Linked DNA regions of Gossypium arboreum: region 2 is linked to region 1. A link is a contact called in public Hi-C data. All regions are on one chromosome and are shown on one strand. The core of a region is the stretch at or near the end of the contact, and the rest is flanking DNA. Distances in the headings are between cores, read along the strand shown.

Region 1 (5,419 bases), core at 1,510-4,009:
ACAAGATCATATTCCTTTTACAGCGGAATACAAAGCAGAACAGAAATAATTTCTGTTTTAGCAGTGCAACTCAGCCACGACTAAAAATGCAAGACAAGAGAATGAAAGGCATATATATACGGACTCTTATTGAACAACCAAAAAGGAAAAATTAAGACCAGCAAACCTATCAGTGTTCTCTTCTACCAAGTACTTCAATTTCATTGTACATGTGAGATTTCATCAATGAGAACTCTTCTTACATGCTTAAGAGAGCAAACATACGGTTTCTTCATCCCATAAGCTAACTTAAACATAAATTTTGCATTTCATCCAGCGATTACAACGTAGTCCTAAGAGTTTACCAACAAAACGAACTGTTTCATTCATCTTGTTATCCCTAAGGCAGAATCTTAACAAAGAAGCAGAAGTATACACCATTTGCAACTAGGAAATAATTCTGAACACAGAACAACTAAAGAAACAAGAAGCAAATTTACTCAGAAATTTGATTATACAATAAAAACACAAAGCAGGACGTTGGGACCAAAGGGCCAACTCCATATCCTTCTTTACACTACACTGATATATGCGGTGATAAATACAAGAAAATCTGTTCTTTTTTTCTTTTTTTGGTTTCCTTCTTATCCTTCTTTATCTTTGTAGCGCATGCCTCAAATCTTTCTTCATTTCTTCTCCATCTTCATCATCTTTTCACTTATCTTTCGTCTTCATGACCGTCGAGTTCCTTCCGTAGCCCAAAGCAAAACACATTTGCAAGTTATACATTCCAGAATTACAGTTTAAATCATCCCAACCCTACAACAGACCTTTTACTCGGTATTATTTCCCCTTCCCAAAGAGCCAAGCCCTTCAGTTCGGCTACGAACAATCCTATGAAACACCTCCCTAACCTGCTTTTCCAGCGGTTCTAGACCTTCCTTCATTGCATCAAAAACCTGCCCCAGTTCCTTCACTCTCTGTCTAACCTCCATTTCCTTCTCCTCACCCAACGGAAACTGCACAGTATCAGTCAATTCACCCAACAACCGCGTACACTTCTCCATCTGATAAATTTCCCTCAACAGTGCACAAGCATTTTTCCTATCCCTCTTCTTCGACTCCTCCAGAATCCTCTCATGCAAAGAAAGTAATGGAGCAGCCCATGAAAAGTGCCTGGGAACATAAAAATGAACTTGCAAACCGCGATCTTGACATGGTATAGCAGCCACCAACGCCCACATTACAAACAACAAAACACAACCCATTGTGTAAACAGGCATTACAAGTCCATTAGTAGCTACAACATCACTCCCTCGAGGAACGGCCAAGTTGTTCCCAATCGCCAGGAGCTGCCTCGCAGCAGACCAAGACCTTGAAACGCTCCAAGACAAGGACCTGAAATGCCCCAAAGGACGGTGGTGATGATCCTTGGAGTGACTGGTGCTATTATTGATTCTTCCAAATGAACGATTCCTATGAGACAAAGCTTGACCGGAATCTTTCTCATCAAGCATCCCAATTGCTAAATCTATCAAGGCTTTTTTAGCCCGACGAAATTGCCCTTCTCCTAGGGCTCTCTGACAACAATTATTATTAGGAATACCATTATTATCACCCAAAGCGCAAAGCACTATTTCAAGAAGCTTCTGCCATTGCTTGATCTGCTCAATTCCGTCGCGAATTGCATTACACACATCAAGCGCCTTAACTGTACGCTCGTAGTATTCGGCAATCAGACGGTCCATGGGAGGTTTGATCACTTGAGCTTTGTTGTTAAAAAGGATAAGCCTAAACTCCTCTTGACAACAAAGAAAAACATTGAGCAGTTTCCGAACCCACGGAAGAGAAAGCAATTCATCAGGAGGTACAGAAGCTAAATTGTGAAACCGGTCAGCTACTTGCCTTTGGAAAGACCCGAGCTCGAAATCGTGCGAGGCTGACCCGTCGTTTGGCGACTCCATGGCGTGTACCTGATCCCTCTTCATGGATAATAACGAATGCCCAATAATATTCAACGGTGTCGAACTTCCTTGATAATCCGTGGCGGGCATTCTCACATCGAACAATGATAATATAATTTCTCAAAAAAAAGAACAAAGAAAATTTCAGGCTTGGAATTTAATTTTAATTGGACTGTATATATATGTTCAAAATTGGACTGAAGAATATTTGGGAGAGAACAAGTTCGAAGAGATTTGAAATGAGATGATGAGACAATTGTAGAAACCCTAGCAAGGAGACGGCATTTTATTGGGGATTTTTGGACCGCGTTTTATGGTAGTTGGGAGAAACAAAGCGTTAAGAGACTGACCGAGAGGCAACAGAAGTAATTAGTAAAAAAATGCTGTTCCTTATTCCTTTTTACATTAATTATATGATCGGCACTGAACTAAGTGAAGCAATTGAATAAGAATTCTGGAAAAACACAAGAAGAGAAGGAAAGAAAGATTTTTTTTTTTTTTTAATTTGGAAAAGGAATGAGGGATATTATCGGAGCACTTTCAAGCTTAAATTAAACTTGATTTTCAATAAAATATCATTTGATAATTTCATAAAATTTCTTAAAACAATTCTAAATATTTAAGAAATAATCAAATGTGATTAGAATTCATTTCAAGCTACTAAGTACTAATCGGGACATGTCCAAATTTTAAAACAAATGTTCGAAATTCTTCGAGTTAAATCGAGGTCGTTTGAAGGCTTTAAAATCATCTTAAATTATTTAAAAACCTTCCATAAGCAATTGAAGGAATTTGAGATCAAGCGTGAGCCTCGTAGGGCTCATCAAAATAGTGCAGTGACTATCAATCCCGAAGGTCTAAGTAGCGATACCTAATCCCTATTAGCATTTTACATTCTACCAAACTTGGCATTAATGCCTAAGGTTAGGATATCGAACTTCGGACCCCTAAAGTTGAAAAATAGTCTAAAAACATTTAAAAATCATGCATAAACATATTTATATCATTTCCATATGCTCCAAAGCATTATAAACCAATTTCAAATCACATTTAAACTTACGAAGTAAATCATGGAATAAAGCTCGAGTAAAAACACATAAATGGCTTGAATTACAAACCAAAGTTTCACAAATTCAAATCCAAACCATGTTTTAATGTACATGTCATAAATTTGATGCAAAGAACAATCAATTACTAATTTACAAACTGTAAAATCTCAATCAGTGATGCAATGCTCCCAAGTCAAAGTCTACACTTTTCTACAAGTCTTATACCTACACGTTTTAAACCATTAATGTTTAAGCTCGATCAACTTAGTAAGTAACTATGGATAAAAGAACTTGACCTATCGTTTATTAGTGTTGAGCCTTTCTTAAACATGTCATACCAATTCATTCAAGCCACATTTTGGTGCTACTAATAGTTTTGTTTAAATTAATTAACTTATAGGGCTCAACTTACGTTTTCATGGTTTGTTAACTAATTACATTATGAAATTCCTGTTTAAAGCTCTCATGAAAGGTTCACATTGTGTTTAATTTAACACATATTCCTTTAAACCATAGCTTCCTATACACACATATTTCATTTTCATTTTCATTTCCTTTACTAAGACATACAAGATTTTCATTTACCATAATATTAATAGAAACAATTTCACTTAGGCCACCCATATTTAAAAATTATTACCATATTAAATCATTTTAGCTTACTTAGATCATACACCTTATAACCATACTTTTTTCCCATTTCATTATTAATTCTTATCACATTTTGAATTAATGTCCATTGTAATCTTAATAAAACATGACTCGAACACAACAGGAAATCCACATAAACCAAAGAGCACCGAGGTGCTATACTTGAAGGCAACAAAACTCCATATATCATAAGGGCGTCCAAAGTGGTAACAAGAGTCTAATGATTCTCAACAAATGCTCAACCAAGGGGTAACGTAACAGAACTCAAAAAATATCACATAATTCCAAACCTCAAATAACACCAATACTAAACTCCATTGAAACATAAATACGAGACCCCAATTTGCATGTAAATTATATTCTAACCATTCTACCAAGCTTATATTGCCTTAAAACATTCATAATAGGCATTCATTACAACAATATACACCCAAATGGGTCACTGTAACACCCCTTACTCGTGTCCGAGACTGGGACAGGATACGAGGTATTACCAGACTTAAATATACACAATCACATAAAATTGGGCCATAAAATTTCATTCAAATTAAAAACATTCATACATATGTATAACGTCCTTTAAACGAGCTTACGAGACCCTAAACACATATCAGAGATGATTACCAAAAACTTTGAAAACTTTTGGGAAAACTTGGAAAATTTCATCATGAAATAGGGTCACACGCCCGTGTAGGTAGGCCGTGTGGTCACACACGCCCATGTGGGTTAGGCCGTATGGTCACACATGCTCGTATGGCTCGAGACACGCCCGTGTCCTCAACCCGTGTAACTCTCTATTTATAACGTCAGCAACAAAATAGAGTCACACAGCCAAGTCACATGCCCAGGTGCTAGGCCGTGCCCTCCACACGGCTGAGACACACGGCCGTGTCTCTGCCCGTGTGGCCAAGAAAGTGGCTATTTACCAAGCCATTTGACACCCTCATTTGTACATACTTAAACATGATTTTAATGGAACTTTTCATGGCATAATTGAGCATTTAAACATCATCAAACAAGTCATGATCATGGTGATTTCATATCAATTTATTCATGCATAAGGTACCATACTTTGCCTAGTTTAAACTTATCAAACTTTCATGCCATGACTATCATTAACCCATTCTCTTATTTCATACTTATGCCAATTATGTAATCAACCAGTTATCAAGCACCTAAACCATATCCACACACCCATCCATATTAAATAACATTATCACACCACATGACCCTTGGCACATGCAAGTACATATAATTAGGCATTACAACCCAAATAGTCAATATAAGCCACATCTCATGGCTATATATACAAAACGAATCAATATATCAGCATAAGCCAATAAATTTGGCCAAATCAAATGACACATACACAATTGACTAAGCCCCTATACATGCCATAAACTCAAGTGCTTGAATACTTATGCCCCAAATGGTAGTTTGATAGTGTGATTGAATCTCCGCTGATCTCCAACCCGAGCTAGCTGAATAAACCTATAAGAGATAGGAAAGGAAGGGGAGCAAGCTATATAGCTTAGTAAGTCCGTATGAAAATAATAAGCAACTTATTAACATGTTTTTTCCAAATTCTAACAACATGTTTTCAAGGTAGCACAATCATAATTGCACATGATTCAGTCAAGCTGTCTACTCAAGTAACGGTCACTAAATTATTTATAACTTGAGCTACAGATTTCTAAATTATGATCCGTTAATTTTTCTTGAAACTAGACTCATATATATTTCTACCATAAAATTTTTAGAATTTATGGATTATCC
Region 2 (5,578 bases), core at 2,437-4,936, 270 kb before region 1:
TCGATTTTTAGATTTTTTTTATTTTTTGAGTTGGAAATGAATTTTTTTATTTTTTCAAATAATATATTTTTCTTCAATTAAATATATCTTATTGCTTTTAATTTTAATTTTATTTTAAATTCATCATAAAAATATTAAAAATTAAATCAAACAATTTTAATGAACTCAAAAATATTTATTTTATTACAAGGCCAACATTTCAACATATAATTTTCATAACTTCTACTATTCTTAATATATATATATATATATTAATTTGGATCTTTTAATATGTTAAGTGATAGGAATTAAAATGAATATCTTTTAAAAATAAATTATCAATTTGGGTTTTAAATATTAAGGAGTTTGAGTTTTAAGAGTATTAAGTTTTAATAGGCATTTGAGTTTAAAGTTTAAATTTTGATTTATGTAAATGGATTATGGGCTTATGGCCTTATGAGTTATGCCTTAATTGGTTTATTCGGTTTATAATGTTAAAACTGAAAATTGACCAAATAAATAAATTAAACCGGACATGAAAACCGAATAAATAGAAAAAAATCATTTTTTCGATTTGATTCACTTCGATTTTATCGGATTAGAATTTTCTGCACACCCTTACTTTCCATATAATCATGCAGATGCAAAGCAGACCAGCTATGCACGTCATAAAGTATCCCCTTGTTGCTTTGAATCCCACAGCATATATCATATGCTTTTCTATATCAAAGTATCTACAGTTCCAAGGCAGCAATTTCCTACCCAATCTCTTCTCGTGCAAAAGCTTGAGGAGCTGTAACTGTATCTAAATTTCAAAAGCCGATGTTGCTCCCAGTCTTCATATTTTCTTACAAGTATCAGTATCCAGCACTCATGTTCCAAGCATATCTAGATATAACGATGTGACCTTCCGAGGATCCTACAAGAGAAAAGTCGGACAACATTTAACACATTCATGTAGAATATATACTGATATACCCGTATCTGCCATAGCCAAAAAGTTCCTTGGAAGGCAGAGCACAAGCTCATCCATTCACGTTTACAAGGCTTATTTCCAAATTCCAGAAAGCCACTGAACAACTGGAACCTATAAAATGATATTTCAGAAGCAGCACACTATCTTATTCCCGCCGGCAAAAAAAACAAAAAGGTAGGCTTTATTCATATACAGAACAAGCATATCTAGTAAGCATATGTTCAGGTCATGCAAATTCCCATATTTGATCACCATCCATCCAAAGAAAAGGTTTCAGGTTTACTTACTTTTATCCAATAAACATCGACAGCAAAAAGCCATCATGCACATGAGAAATAATTAAGGTAAACTCGTGCAGAAACTTATATAGAATCCATTTCTCCAATTTATCATTCAACAGCACGGAAAGATGTGCGAGGAGAATTAAATCCGTAGAGTTTCTAAAGGGATAAACATATAATATCCACCAACAGCAGCAGGGAAAATTTCTTTCATTCATGATTCATGCATTCACTCACAGAACTATAAACTAACTAGTATTTTCTAGCACAGATGTAAGTTTCTGATTTTTACCTCGTGTAATGGACACATAATCTAACTTGATAAATAAACAAGTACCTTTCTTGATTCTAGATAATTTAATATTCCACGCCAAATACATCACAAGAGCAAGTTATAGTTGCTTGATTCTGATAGCAGTCTTCATGCAAAACTTAACAGGGACTTTTGTAGAGGAAAAACTACTATACGTTTCATATTGGCATTTTCATCAGAGAGAATTACAGACCATCTCCGATGATGTGAGTTAAATCGATATGAGGCATTTATCTCCACCTAAGTTGGAGCAGAAAACTTTACAGTGATGGAGGTGGAATCTACATTACATACAGCACCCTCGATGGAGCACTATCAATCATTTATTAATCGATTCACCAAACCAATAACAAGCCACTAATCCATAAAAATTTATCTAAAAGACCAGAAAAAGAGATGACCACAAAAGTACCATTACTACATAGTCAACTTGGAAGTCTTAGAAATTTTAGCCTATTATTGATGTGAAATCTTTAAATGTTTATGGACTAGCAAAGATGGTATCTGACATTACAAACAGAAAATGTAAAATTCAGCAGCATACTGAATCTGAGGTAATATGGAATAAGAAGGTTCTTCATGCATTGGTGCATTAATCAAACTTATTTTCCATTGATATATATTAGTAGAAAAAACAGAAACTTTAACTAAGAAATGTACGATAATGTAATGCCAAAAATCAGTTTCTTTGAACTACACTACATGGTAACATAACAAATTTAACAAAACAGTGATAAAAATTAGCATTATCACCAACTAATTGTAACTCAAGCCGGTGCAACTGATTTTGGACAACTCCTTCTCCTTATGCTTCAAACACTGATGCAAAATTGCAAGCCTGGCAGTCTCAAATGCAAAATAGCCCAAAGCTGAAAAACAAGCACTATGAACAACTCTAGGCCCCAGTCCACTAGTCAAACCAATCCAACCTTCCTCCTTCAAAATCTGCTTCACTGTCGCATTAACCCCACCATACATAGCAGCAGCAACTTTATTCCCATGAACCTGAGTCATCAACCTTGTTTTCACCACATCGAGAGGAGTAGTCAAAGAAGCTGAAATTGCACCAGCCAAAGCACCGCAACAAACACTCTGAATTGGCTCCAAATTAGTCTGTTTTGTCTTTCTCAAAACCGCAGCTTTTAAATACTCAAAAGAGGAATAACTTAACACCCCAGCAGGCAAATTCCTCAACAAAGTAGCTGAGTAACCAGCATAAAGACCCAAAATCCCATCTTTTTCTAAAATTCTCAACAAGACTTCCCATGACCTTCCTTTAGCACCAGCTTGCATTCTTTGAGTAATCAACTCTTTCGGTACCATTATAGCTGACGAAACAATATTTCCCATAGCACCAGCAGTTGGAGGAATAAGCAAAGCCGGATACTCCAATTTGGACAAAAAAGACTTACCAAATTCACATGTCCCAAAATAAACAGCTGAAGAAGCCGTCGAACCTACAATAACAGCTGAAACTCCTCGGTAAAATCCCAGAATACCATTCGTCTGGAAAGTTTTGACTACTGCATCAAAGGTGTTAGCATAAATCTCGGAAGCACCCTTTGTCTGCATTTTGGTTTTGATGGTATCGAGTGGGAGAAGGCATACGTAAGTAAATGCACCGGCAATTCCACCACCACCTGCACCGATTAGAGCTCTTTCGAAGACAGATAAGTTTTTCATAAGGATTTGGGCTTTGGAGCTGTTTCTCGATCTGGGTTCTAGCCATTTGGGGAATTTAGGCGATTTGGGTTGCTGGGATTCAGTTAAATTGGAAAAAGGGAGCGGAATACGAAACTTGGTGGGTTTTCCAGGTTGAGGACCTCCAGAAATGGAGGCAGAGGCAAAGGAGAGGTGATGTAGGTGAGGTTTGAGGGGTTTTTGAGTATTTTTCGGGGATGAAGTGAGAGTGATGAAATGGCTGTAAAGGTAACCGAAGTCGGTGTTGACTGGCGGATGATTTAAGTCAGAAGAAGGGAGACCCAAAGATGCAGAGAGTCTCGCCTCCATTGCTAAAGCTTTATGTTGCTCTGGTTTGTTTTTGCCTTGCAATTTTCTTTCACCGACTGTTTCAATCGGTTTGGAGTTTGAAGTTTTAACCACTCATTGATGGATGATCAAATAGATGTCGTTTATTCACAGTAATAAATTTTATTTTTATTTTTAAAAATATTTAAAATTATTAAAATATTATATTTTTAAATATTATTAAACATATATATTTAATTATTTATATTTAGTGACATAATAAATTATTAATATAATAAATATAATATATTAAAATAATAAATTATTTAATATTTTCATTTTATTTTAATAATAAATTTTAAAACAATAATTTTAGATATTATTATTCACATATTATTGAAAAATTCAATATTAATATTTTAATAATAAATATTTATTACAATTATAAATATATTAATAATAAATTTTTGTAGTATAAATGCTAAAATATGTTATAAGTCATTTACAATTTAGTCTTTGTACTTTTATTTTCAATAATTTAGTCATTTTACTTTTCAAATTTGAAAATCAAGTTCAATTGTTGATATCGTTAAATTTTTTTGTCAATTTTGTTGATGTCACATTTTAAATAAAAATACTCACTTGGTAGTTATGTAATTAAAAAAGACGTTATAATGAACCTGAAATTAAGATAATATTTTAATATATGCAAAAACAATGTAAAATATAAGATTATAGATAAAATAAATTCAATTAAACAATGAAAAAATCTCAAATGTATGTTTGTTTCATTGAAAATAATTTTATGAAATATTTTTAAGAAATCTACCAAACAACAAAAAATATTTTACACAGATTCATCTAAACACAAAAAAATATTAGCTTTTCCAGAAAAGTAAATAATTTCCCAGAAGTCATTTTCCAGACAAGGTTATGTGGATGGGACTACCGGTCGAATTGGTAAAAGAACGAATTTATTAGTTTAATTGATTTATTAATAAATATTATTTGATTAAATAAATTATTAAATATTTTATAAAAATAAAAATATGATAGAATTGATTTTTTTGTTCGGTTCAATCAGTCGATATCAGTTCTCGAATCAATCGATTCAGAATATTTCTTTAAACTAATACTCAGACCAATAATCGATACAATCCAATTCGAACAACCTTATTTCATGTTCGAGCTCTACCATGAGCTCACTAAGAAAAGCTTAGAGTAAGTTTTACCAATTAAAGTTACAAGTTAATAACAAAATATTTCTCATAATTTTTTTGTATTTCCTTATAAAAATCGATATGCCCTCATAGTTTTTGTACTTCAACATAATTTTTTGGTACACTTTTATGATTTTGGATATTTTCTCTTAACAATTGGTATACCTTTATGATTTTTTATATCCACCGTAATCTTTTATACATCATCATATTGTTTTGTACTGTTGTAATACCTTATACTCGACCTGATTACCAGGTTCGAGCTACAGTGTCACAACCGTTGTCGAAGCAACTACGAAAAATTCACAACTAAAATTTTCAATTAATGAAAACATCAACAAATTTACATTCCTTTGACATACTTAAGTAAATACGAGTTTCATTTATATATGCATCTAATAGCATACACCCGATCAACCATATATATATTAGTACTAGACTATGAGATTAACGTCGAATTATAATATTATAAAATACTGCAAAACCTAACCCATTAAGTACTTGCCAATAATAAATAAGAGTGAAACGACCCAACATTCTTGATATTACCAATAACAAACCATACACTAAGTACTCAGTAGTAATTCCATAACTTAAGCATGTAATATTAATATAACCAATACTATCCCCAAGTAAAACATGTATATCTACATATATATATCTACCACGTACTTAGTACTTAAAAGTTAGTTAGCTATACATTTTCAATTTGAGCATGTTAAGTGCCTAAATCTCATAACAATTCTTCCCTACTTCAATTCCATTTATATAAACATATCAATATTCTTATAATTGCAAGCACTTCAATTATAACTAAAACAAATCAACCCTATATCCAAAC

What was found. A called contact is a pair of places that touch in the nucleus more often than the background predicts.
Region 2: a contact with region 1 is called in a Hi-C map of leaf, with 4 times the contacts expected there. The contact joins the promoter of LOC108461589 here to the promoter of LOC108461681 in region 1. A contact is called at or near these places in 2 of 5 Hi-C or Micro-C datasets (both in leaf).

Annotation. Positions count from the first base shown.
Region 1 is chr2:51,935,244-51,940,662 of ASM2569848v2, reverse strand. It overlaps LOC108461681 (protein ROH1-like), which reads right to left and starts at 2,759. Exons shown (of 1, transcript XM_017761591.2): 1 at 340-2,759. The coding sequence starts at 2,033. The coding sequence ends at 813.
Region 2 is chr2:52,203,017-52,208,594 of ASM2569848v2, reverse strand. It overlaps LOC108461589 (protein MITOFERRINLIKE 1, chloroplastic-like), which reads right to left and starts at 3,686. Exons shown (of 1, transcript XM_017761477.2): 1 at 2,134-3,686. The coding sequence starts at 3,559. The coding sequence ends at 2,306.